2 separate regions of the Mus musculus genome follow, and region 1 is linked to region 2. Evidence: chromatin contacts called from public Micro-C data. All regions are on one chromosome and are shown on one strand. The core of a region is the stretch at or near the end of the contact, and the rest is flanking DNA. Distances in the headings are between cores, read along the strand shown.

Region 1 (4,124 bases), core at 377-2,876, 53 kb after region 2:
ATGTACTGGCAGCCAACAACCCAAAAATGAAGTTATGGAAATAGTTATGAGAGTATCAAAAGAATATTTAGTAATAAATTTCACACATACACAAATACAAAACATATGAAGAAAACTATAAAGAAATGCTGAGGAAAATGAAGAGACCTGAGTACATGCCAGCTGTCCCATCTTCATGGATAATCCACTATTATTGAGATGATGGTGGGTATGCAACCACTGACCTACAAAGTCCCATTAGCTTTGTTTATTCCTCATTTATTATTATTATTATTATTATTATTATTATTATTGTTGTTGTTGTTGTTACAGAAACTTCATGATTGTAAAATTCATATTAAAATGTTAGGTCCACCCTCCTCACACACACAAAAACCTTGCTGGATGGCTCCCAACAAGGAGCCCTGTTAAAATGTATTACAAAGCCATAGTAGTAAAAACATCATAGCAATTGTACCTATAGATATTGTACACACAGATGTCTGGGCTCATAGAATGGTATGAACGTTCATCTATAGTCTTTAGTATTGATGCCTGATAGTTTGACTAAGGAAAAAAATGTATTTTCAATAAATGATGTCGAAATAACCAGATGTTGCCATGCAAGAATAAATGGAATCTCTATTTCAGATCAAACACAATAAGTAATGCAAAGATCTAAACAGAAGAGGTAAAACTATAAAACTTTTAGGAAAGGGAAAAAAAAGTAAATCTTTGATCCTGAATTGGGCAATAATGTCCCAGATGTACAAATAAAACCATGAGCAACAAAAGAATAAACACAGATAAGTTGGACTTCAGTGACATTAAATACTTGTGCTTTCTTCACCAAAAAGGTGAATTCATGCAATCAGACAAAATATTGCAAAATATTATCCAGAATGTGCAGAGTTCTTATATAGTAACAGTAAAAGGCCAAGTAGCTGAATGTAAAATAGGCAAAGAATTTAGACATCCCTCCAGAGAGGATATTCAAATGGTCAACAAGTATGTGAAAAAGATGCCCAACATCATTAGCCATGTGGTATGTCCACAAAATGGAGTATTACTTTGTAATGAAAAAGAATGCAGTGCAGGACATGGGATATGCTAAAGTATTGAAGACAAGAAAAAAATCCAGCCACATGTCTTACAATTTCATTAATGGTAAATATTTAGAATAAGCCCATTTATAAAGACAGAAAGTAGAGTAATGGCTGATGGGGCTAGTGGAGTATTGTGTAGAGAACTTCACACTGGTAGGAAATGTTCTGACATTAGTGGTGATTTTGGTAGCACTAACCTGTAAATATGTAAATTCTGTCTTAATAAAGCAGTGGTGTTATTTTTTAAATGATCACCAAGTGAAATGCTGAGTAGGCATGACACTTCTAAAAGTGTGACACCCTGTCATTATACCTCTGGGTGTGTAGGTGAAGCAAATCCTTCAGGTTTAGTAAAGCCACACATATGATACAGCTCTTTCCCTGCCTGAGGCAGTTGTTCGTCATTTCCAAGTGATTCACAGCCCTTACTCTGATCTCTTATGTAAGACCAATTACAATGAGGAAACCTTGTAAGCATCTGTGGGTCCCCCTGACAAAGGTCGAAAGACAGCGATGAGCTACTTGTGACTCATTGCTCCGCCGGGCCCTCTCCTTGGGGAGGAAAGTGAGCCCCAGACAGAGGTGAAGCCAGACATAACATAACTATGAGCAAGCACAACAGGGCTGGAAAGAAGCTGTGCATAATTCTACCCCATTGTCAGAGCAGCCACAGGACACTCCCAGTGAAGTCCTCCTGACCCAAACACATTCTCCTCAGAGACCGAAGTTGTAAAGTAACTTGGTGCTTTGGGAAAAGCCTCCACCAAACACCAAGAACAGACCTAAAAGACAACACAACAACCAAAGGACTAACAGGATGAAGCCTTTGGCCACCGTGATGAAACCCTTGACACAAGGAATACTATTTCAGGCAATGTTTGTTAGCCGTGTCTTATGATAAATAGACTCTATAGTGCTTTGAAGAGGTGATCGAATGTTCTGACTTAGGTAGGTGAATATTTGTGAGTTCAAAGCCAGCTTGGTCTACACAGCAAATTCCAGGCTATTCAGGAATGTACAGTAGTAGTAGTGAAACCATGGATGAAAGAGGAGGAGGAGGAGGAGGAGGAGGAAGAGGAAAGAAGCCCTATGCTCTCCTTTACCTAGCTACGACATCAAACAAATTACTTAGCCTCTAGAAGTCTCAGCTTTCTTGTTTATAAAATGAGTGTAACAATAATACAGGCATCACGGGGCTCCAGAGAAGACTGAAGGGCAGACACAGAAGGTCCAGGCTCAGCTCCAAGCCTCCCACATAGTGAGCCCTTCAATGGGGCTCTCCAGAGGACCACTGTCTCACCGGAACAAGGAAGTGATGCCTTGGTGAAGTGACCCTTTCCAAGGTTCCAAAGAATTCAACATGGCAATTTTAAAAGTAGGTAGAGTTATAACTTATCAAAATCTGATAAATATCGCCAGCATCATGAATTCCAGGATAGCATACTGATGTTGTTAGTGGTGTGGAGACCAAAGGTCAAGGCCAGGTGCCTCCTCCCTCAGTTGCTTTTCTTCACTGTTGGGGGGTGTGGGGAGGGCAGCAGAGGGATCTCTCACTGTTCCTGGAGCTCATTGACTGGTTAGCTTGGTTGACCAGATAGCCAGAACTGAGGATCCATCTGTCCCCAACCTCTCCTCCCCAGTTTTGGGATTACAGATGTGTGTTGCTGTGCCCAGACTATGTGGGTGTAAATAAGCTATCTCCTCAGTCCCTGGCTTCTGATTCTAATTCTATAATGTGATATTTTTATACAGAGATTGAGCAAATAAAGCCTTTCCTGTGGCCTGAGTAAGAGAAGTCTGTACAGTCTGGAAGTTTCTTCTTATTTCACATCAGTTGATCCTTTCTAACTTCATCTGTACTTTCTTGTTCAGTGTATCCTGTCCAGAGGACTTCTGGGAGTTGGGGTCCCAGAGGGAGACACAACTGTGAGATGGCTCTAGAGTCTGAGTTATGGTAGTGCAAGGGACTAGATCTGTTAATACATTTTCATGTTTCCTGGAGTCAGAGGTTGAATCTACCTGCTTATAATTGTGACCAGGGACAGACTGTCACTGAGGTTGGGACAAATGGGGAAATGGTTCTGGCAGCCAGCCAACCTCACCTGAGCACCACCAGGTAGGGTGCAGAGGTCCGAGCACCATCAGGTAGGGTACAGCAATGCTTCCGGGCTCCTCGCTGCGCTGGCGCCTTCCTCTGGAGTCCTGGAGCACATGCCCAGCATTGGAAAGGGCCCCTAAAGATGCAGGGCCACCTAGTACGACCTCCTTGTATCATTGTGAATCCGATGTGTGCAAAATCAAGGGGGTTAAAACGGCCAGGAATATTCAGGAAAGGGCAAGTTGCCTGGCATTGCCCAGAGAGTCCTGAAAGAGGTTTGAACTTGAAGCTACAAAGCAGTGGGAAGGCAGGAGAGATTTTGGAGCATCTAAAGAAAGGAGTGTAAAAAGAAGTATTCATTCTCACTAGCCCAGCCCGTATAAAAGACACACAATCCAGGCATTTTATTAACAAGCCATAAGCCTGGATTGGGCAGGTTTGGATCTATTTTAACTTACATCCCAGCCGTGTGTGCTGCTGTTGTTGTTGCTATTGATTTCCCTGGTCACATGATCATGGCCCATCTCTGCCTCCTCCACCTCTATGTCCTTTCTTCTCTTCTTGGGCTACCTGCAACCCTTCACTCAATCTTTAAGTCCCACCCTTCTCTCTCTATTGCCCAATCACAGCCTCTAGCCTTTTATTGACCAGTTCAATTGGGGAGCAAGATTTACATAACATCATTAGGTGTATATGAGGATCCGCTCTTTGAGGGAAACCAGACCTTAGGGCCAGCATTTAGCATTAGAATACAAGTAACATCAGACCAACCCACTACAAAGGATGTCATATTTCCTTTAGAAAGGGCAAATAGGAAGGACAAGAGTAGAGCTTCCTGGTAGAACACTTACTCAAGATGCAGTGGTTTCAACCCCCAGCACAGGCCAACAAAACAAAACAAAAAACAAACAAACAACAACAACAACAACAAAAGACAACTG
Region 2 (4,255 bases), core at 2-2,501:
AAGACACATCCTATCCAGATTGGTGACAGCGCTCCTCTGGACACTGAGTCCAAATAGGAGCCGGCGCGATAGGCTTAGCATGGGGAATCTTCCTCTTCCCCAGGATGAAAGGTGAAGCGACCACCAAAACCACCCACGGGCGACTCCAGCGTATTCTGGTCTCTGACACCCCAAGAAGCAACTCCACAGTCACCACTCCCACCAGCGTCAAACGCTCCAGGTCTCCCGCTCCATCCAAGACCGCAGTGATTAGCGATTCCCACGTCTAAGAATCTGGATATGAGTTGTGGGGACAAGCCAAGCTTTCAGATCACATTCAATAGCTAAGGACCCAAGCAGATACAGACATGAAGGGATCGATCGGCTCAGTGACACTTCCAAAGCACACGGTCGGGTAGCCCATGTAGACAAGCGCGCGAGGACAACCACTAGAAGTCAAGGACCCACAGAGTCTCCTGACAGTCACTATCCCAGGCTGTAGCAGAGCACCTTTAGTTCCCTCCCCTCTCCAAGACACCAGCGCGCACGCAAAGGGACCTAAAGGGCCCCTACAGCCGGGACCTGGAGGGTGTGGGATGGGACAGACTGAGCCCACCTCTTCATCCTGCTCCTCTTGGGATGCGCTGCTGACCTGGGGCACCGGCAGCACCGCTCCTCCCGGGTGCGGCAGCGGCAGGGTAGGGACTCCACGCTCCAGAGCCACGCGCGCGGGAGCCCACGCGGCGGGTAGCCGGGTTCCCAGGGCGCCGCCCGGCGGCCGCGGCGGCTGCGACCTGCAGGAGAAGCGGCTGGGCTCCCCTTCCTCCGACAGAGTTTCCGAGCCAGAGGATGACTCCGCTGAGGAAGCGCCCTCCGAGGACACGGCTGCCGCCGAAGAGACTAGGGTCCGGGCGCCGTGTCCGCTGCAGCCCCGGGGCACGGGCTCAGGCGCCTCGGAAACTTTCTCCCCCATGTCCCTTTTCGGCCCAAAGTGCCGTCCGAGGGGTGGCGGTGCGCTCGGCGCCTCCCGAAGAAGCCCCGGCTGCTCTGCTGTGTCTGGATCGCGCTGCGGCTCCCGGGCTGCGGGGAGCGCCGCCGGCGACTACATGACAGAGGTTGGACCACAGGAGCGCGTCGCCAAGTTCACTGCCGCCGTGGCTCGGCTGCTGACATGGACTCCCGCGCGCGGGGCCATGCCCACCGCGATCGGCGCTCCGCGCTGCGCCCGAGCCGCCGGGACTGCGGCTTCTCCCGCTAAACCTGCCTCCGGGACGGAGCGGAGGAGACGGGCAGCCCGCGGAGCCAATGGCAGCGCAGGCGCGCTGGTGGGCGGAGGCTGCGGAGCCGCTGGCCGCGCGGGCGTCAGGTAGGGGAGGTGGGGCCAGGAGCGGGCCACCCGATCCCGCGGGAGCTCTGGGTGCGCGGGGCAGCCCCACGGCGCGGGGATCCACAGGGCCGACGCGGAGTCCGCGGACTTAACTCGGTCTGGGACTCAGAAATGGGTGGGGGAGTGGCCGTCTGTCCTTGGGACGTGGGTGGGAGATGGCTGAGTGAGGCGAGACCTTGGAGAACCGGACTTTTAGTCTCCAAAAAGTGAAATCGGGGAAATTAGGCGGGAGGATTCGCGTGAAAACGGAAGCGCGCGGCCAGTCACGCGCAAACTCACGCTCCCACCCGTGTGCAGAGAGCGAAGTCCGTGGTGGGTGGAGAGAGGGGATCCAAACGCAGCCCATCTCCAAGCCTCTTTCTGGATAAACCTCTTGGGCCTCAGTTTCCTCAAATTGTAAAGGGAAGCGTCAACACCGATGTTGTCTGGCAATAAGACTAGATAGAGCAAAATAAAGTGTCAGCAGAGTTCCCGGCTTGGACACAAGCCAAGGTCTCCAAAGATGATTTTTCTGTATTTCTGCTTAGAAACTAAAGTTAAGTCAAAGACACGCGCTTGTGACAAAGGAAGGAAACAGCTGATGCTCTGTGTTTAGGACCAGGCTTTATCAGAACGGTCTTAGCAGCTCTTTGCGGTTCTGCCGCTGGGCTAAGGGACATTCCTAACTGGCTTTCTCTAGCCCTGCATAGGCACAACGCGGCCGACCTGGGGCCTCATTTTTCCTTTCCTATAAGAACAAGGAGAAAGAGCTTCCACCAAAGCACCAACAGAATAATCACCTTAACCTTTGTGGTGTCTTGGATCTGCTGGGAAGCCAGTGCGGAGTTAGGCAGCGAGAAATAAATGAGTCCTACTTGCCTTCAGCTCCAGACCCGTCTGAGCTCCACACCGTGACCCGAGGTATAAATTCAGCCAGCTTCCATTCCACAGACGTTGATTGAGATGTGTGCCAGTTGGTTGCAGGGGATACAAAGATGAATACGGCAGGTCTCCTGCCCTTGAGGAGCTTGTGGTCGGGGGAGAGATTGATATTGCATAATACCGCCTCATTATTCATGTTTAAAAGCTCTGGTAAGTGCTACAATGTGCCGTGGGAGAAGAGGGGAAGAATTACACCGAAGCCATTGCAGATCTTCAAGCCGAGGAGTCCTCCAGAATTTTACATTTCTCTCTGTCAGAACAGGTCTGCCAAGGGTCCTTGAGAAAAGGACTGGAGTTGAAAGCCCCGTTGGCTAATGAGCCCTTTTATGCTACCTTAGTATTTACAAGTGATAATGGGGGCGGGGGGGGGGGTGCTCATCTAGTCTGGACAGGCGGCTTTGTCCTGAATACTTTCCGACTGCCTCTGAAGAGGGAAGCTGTAGGATGTGACCCTCTGGCTGTGGATAGCTGTCAGAGTTGCATTGTGACACTTCAGAATGATCCAAAGGGAAGGGAAGACCTGCTGAGGTAAAAGGACATTCAGGAGACTTAGCTAAGTGGCAATGTAGAGGCTGAAGAGCGCACAGTGGGGCGGCCTGAATCCACCCCCTGGGCTTCACAATGACTTCCCTCCTTAGAGTACTGGCCTTTATCTGAGCCCCTATGTGGTTGATTCAGCACAGGGGAACTGAAATAAAGATTTAAGCAAGCCATTCACATCAAAGAAGAGGAGGGATTGCCTTCTCAGTTCGGGAAGGGTGCAACAAGGACATGGTTTGAATCCTAACAGCTAAAAAAATGGCAGTTCCTAGAGCCAGGGCTCTCCTGCGCTAAAGGCCTCAGAGTCCTGGCAGAAACCGAATGAAATACTTTAGGGATGAAGACACAGGCCAAAGAGCTGGTCAAAGGTCACACAGCAAGTGAGCAGTGGCTCTGTGGTTGGTACTCTGAAGTCTGCCTCTCAGAACAGTTTTTTAATCAAGGATACACATATGTGACTACTAGACTATAAATAACCACGGAAAAGGAATATTGTCGCCTTGGTTCATTATGCAAAAAAAAAATTTCCCTTTGGTCACATTTTTTTTTTAACTCACAAACATTTATATGACACTATGTGCCAGGCAACATTTTAAGCACTGTGCAAAAGCTATTATATACTCAATCCTTGTGTTGATCCAATAAGGTAGTGACATTTTTTTTTTGGTCTTGTATTACATCTGTGAAATACTGAAACCTAATGTTAACACAGCTAGCAAGTGTTAGAGCCAAGATTCAAAACTAAACAGTATTCATGTTCTAAACCTGTCCTTTTCTAAGTCAAGTACTAAATACTATTTGTTAAAATTACAAACACTGATCCCAAATAAATACATTTTACATTGCAAATTGTGGTACACATATATGCACACAGATGCAAAAAAAAAAAAAAAGCCAGTTTGTGATTTAATGCCTTTGTTTATAAACAATGCAGCCTGAAATTTTTATTGAATTTGTCCAAAAATAACCAAGACAGTTGTGAGTTACTAAGTGGGATTCACCCTCTTCAATAAAGCACACTCTATCATCACACTTGACCACGTGTGTCTGAGAAGGATGACGACTATAGTTTAAGCTGAGTTTCCAGATAAGAACCGGACAAACTCAACACCACACGACTATCAATAGAAGAGGGTCAGAAGGTCAAAATGGTTCCCCGAAATTACCCCAATCAGGCACAGAGGCAAATCCTTGGATATGGATAAACTGCTGGACCCAGGTCAGTTTACATGTCTAAGTCCTGCAATTTTCCTATCTTATTGAAATATAAATTCCTTCCTATCTTATTGAAATATAAATTCCTTCCTATCTTATTGAAATATAAATTCCTTCCTATCTTATTGAAATATAAGTTCCTTCCTCTATGACTATCTCCAAAAGAATGTTTCAAAAATGTCTCCAGTGTTTGATACTTTGGGGCCTGAGGAG

What was found. A called contact is a pair of places that touch in the nucleus more often than the background predicts.
Region 1: a Micro-C map of granulosa cells shows a contact between it and region 2, with 2.4 times the contacts expected there. The contact joins the enhancer-like site here to the promoter of Mast4 in region 2. A contact is called at or near these places in 4 of 484 Hi-C or Micro-C datasets (the Patski cell line, granulosa cells and uterus), 3 of 115 datasets of contacts at active chromatin or transcription factors (embryonic fibroblasts and embryonic stem cells) and 2 of 9 other capture datasets (adipose tissue and liver).

The regions. Positions count from the first base shown.
Region 1 is chr13:103,385,590-103,389,713 of GRCm38.p6, forward strand. No RefSeq gene overlaps it. Among named protein-coding and RNA genes, the nearest start is that of Mast4, 53 kb to the left of the region's middle. Within about 2 kb of position 1,627, at least 29 of the 459 cell types and tissues checked have an H3K27ac peak or open chromatin away from gene starts, as enhancers often do. A contact at or near this core is called in granulosa cells, where this site is marked.
Region 2 is chr13:103,333,241-103,337,495 of GRCm38.p6, forward strand. Mast4 (microtubule associated serine/threonine kinase family member 4) reads right to left here and starts at 1,252. Exons shown (of 29, transcript NM_175171.3): 1 at 596-1,252. The coding sequence starts at 952.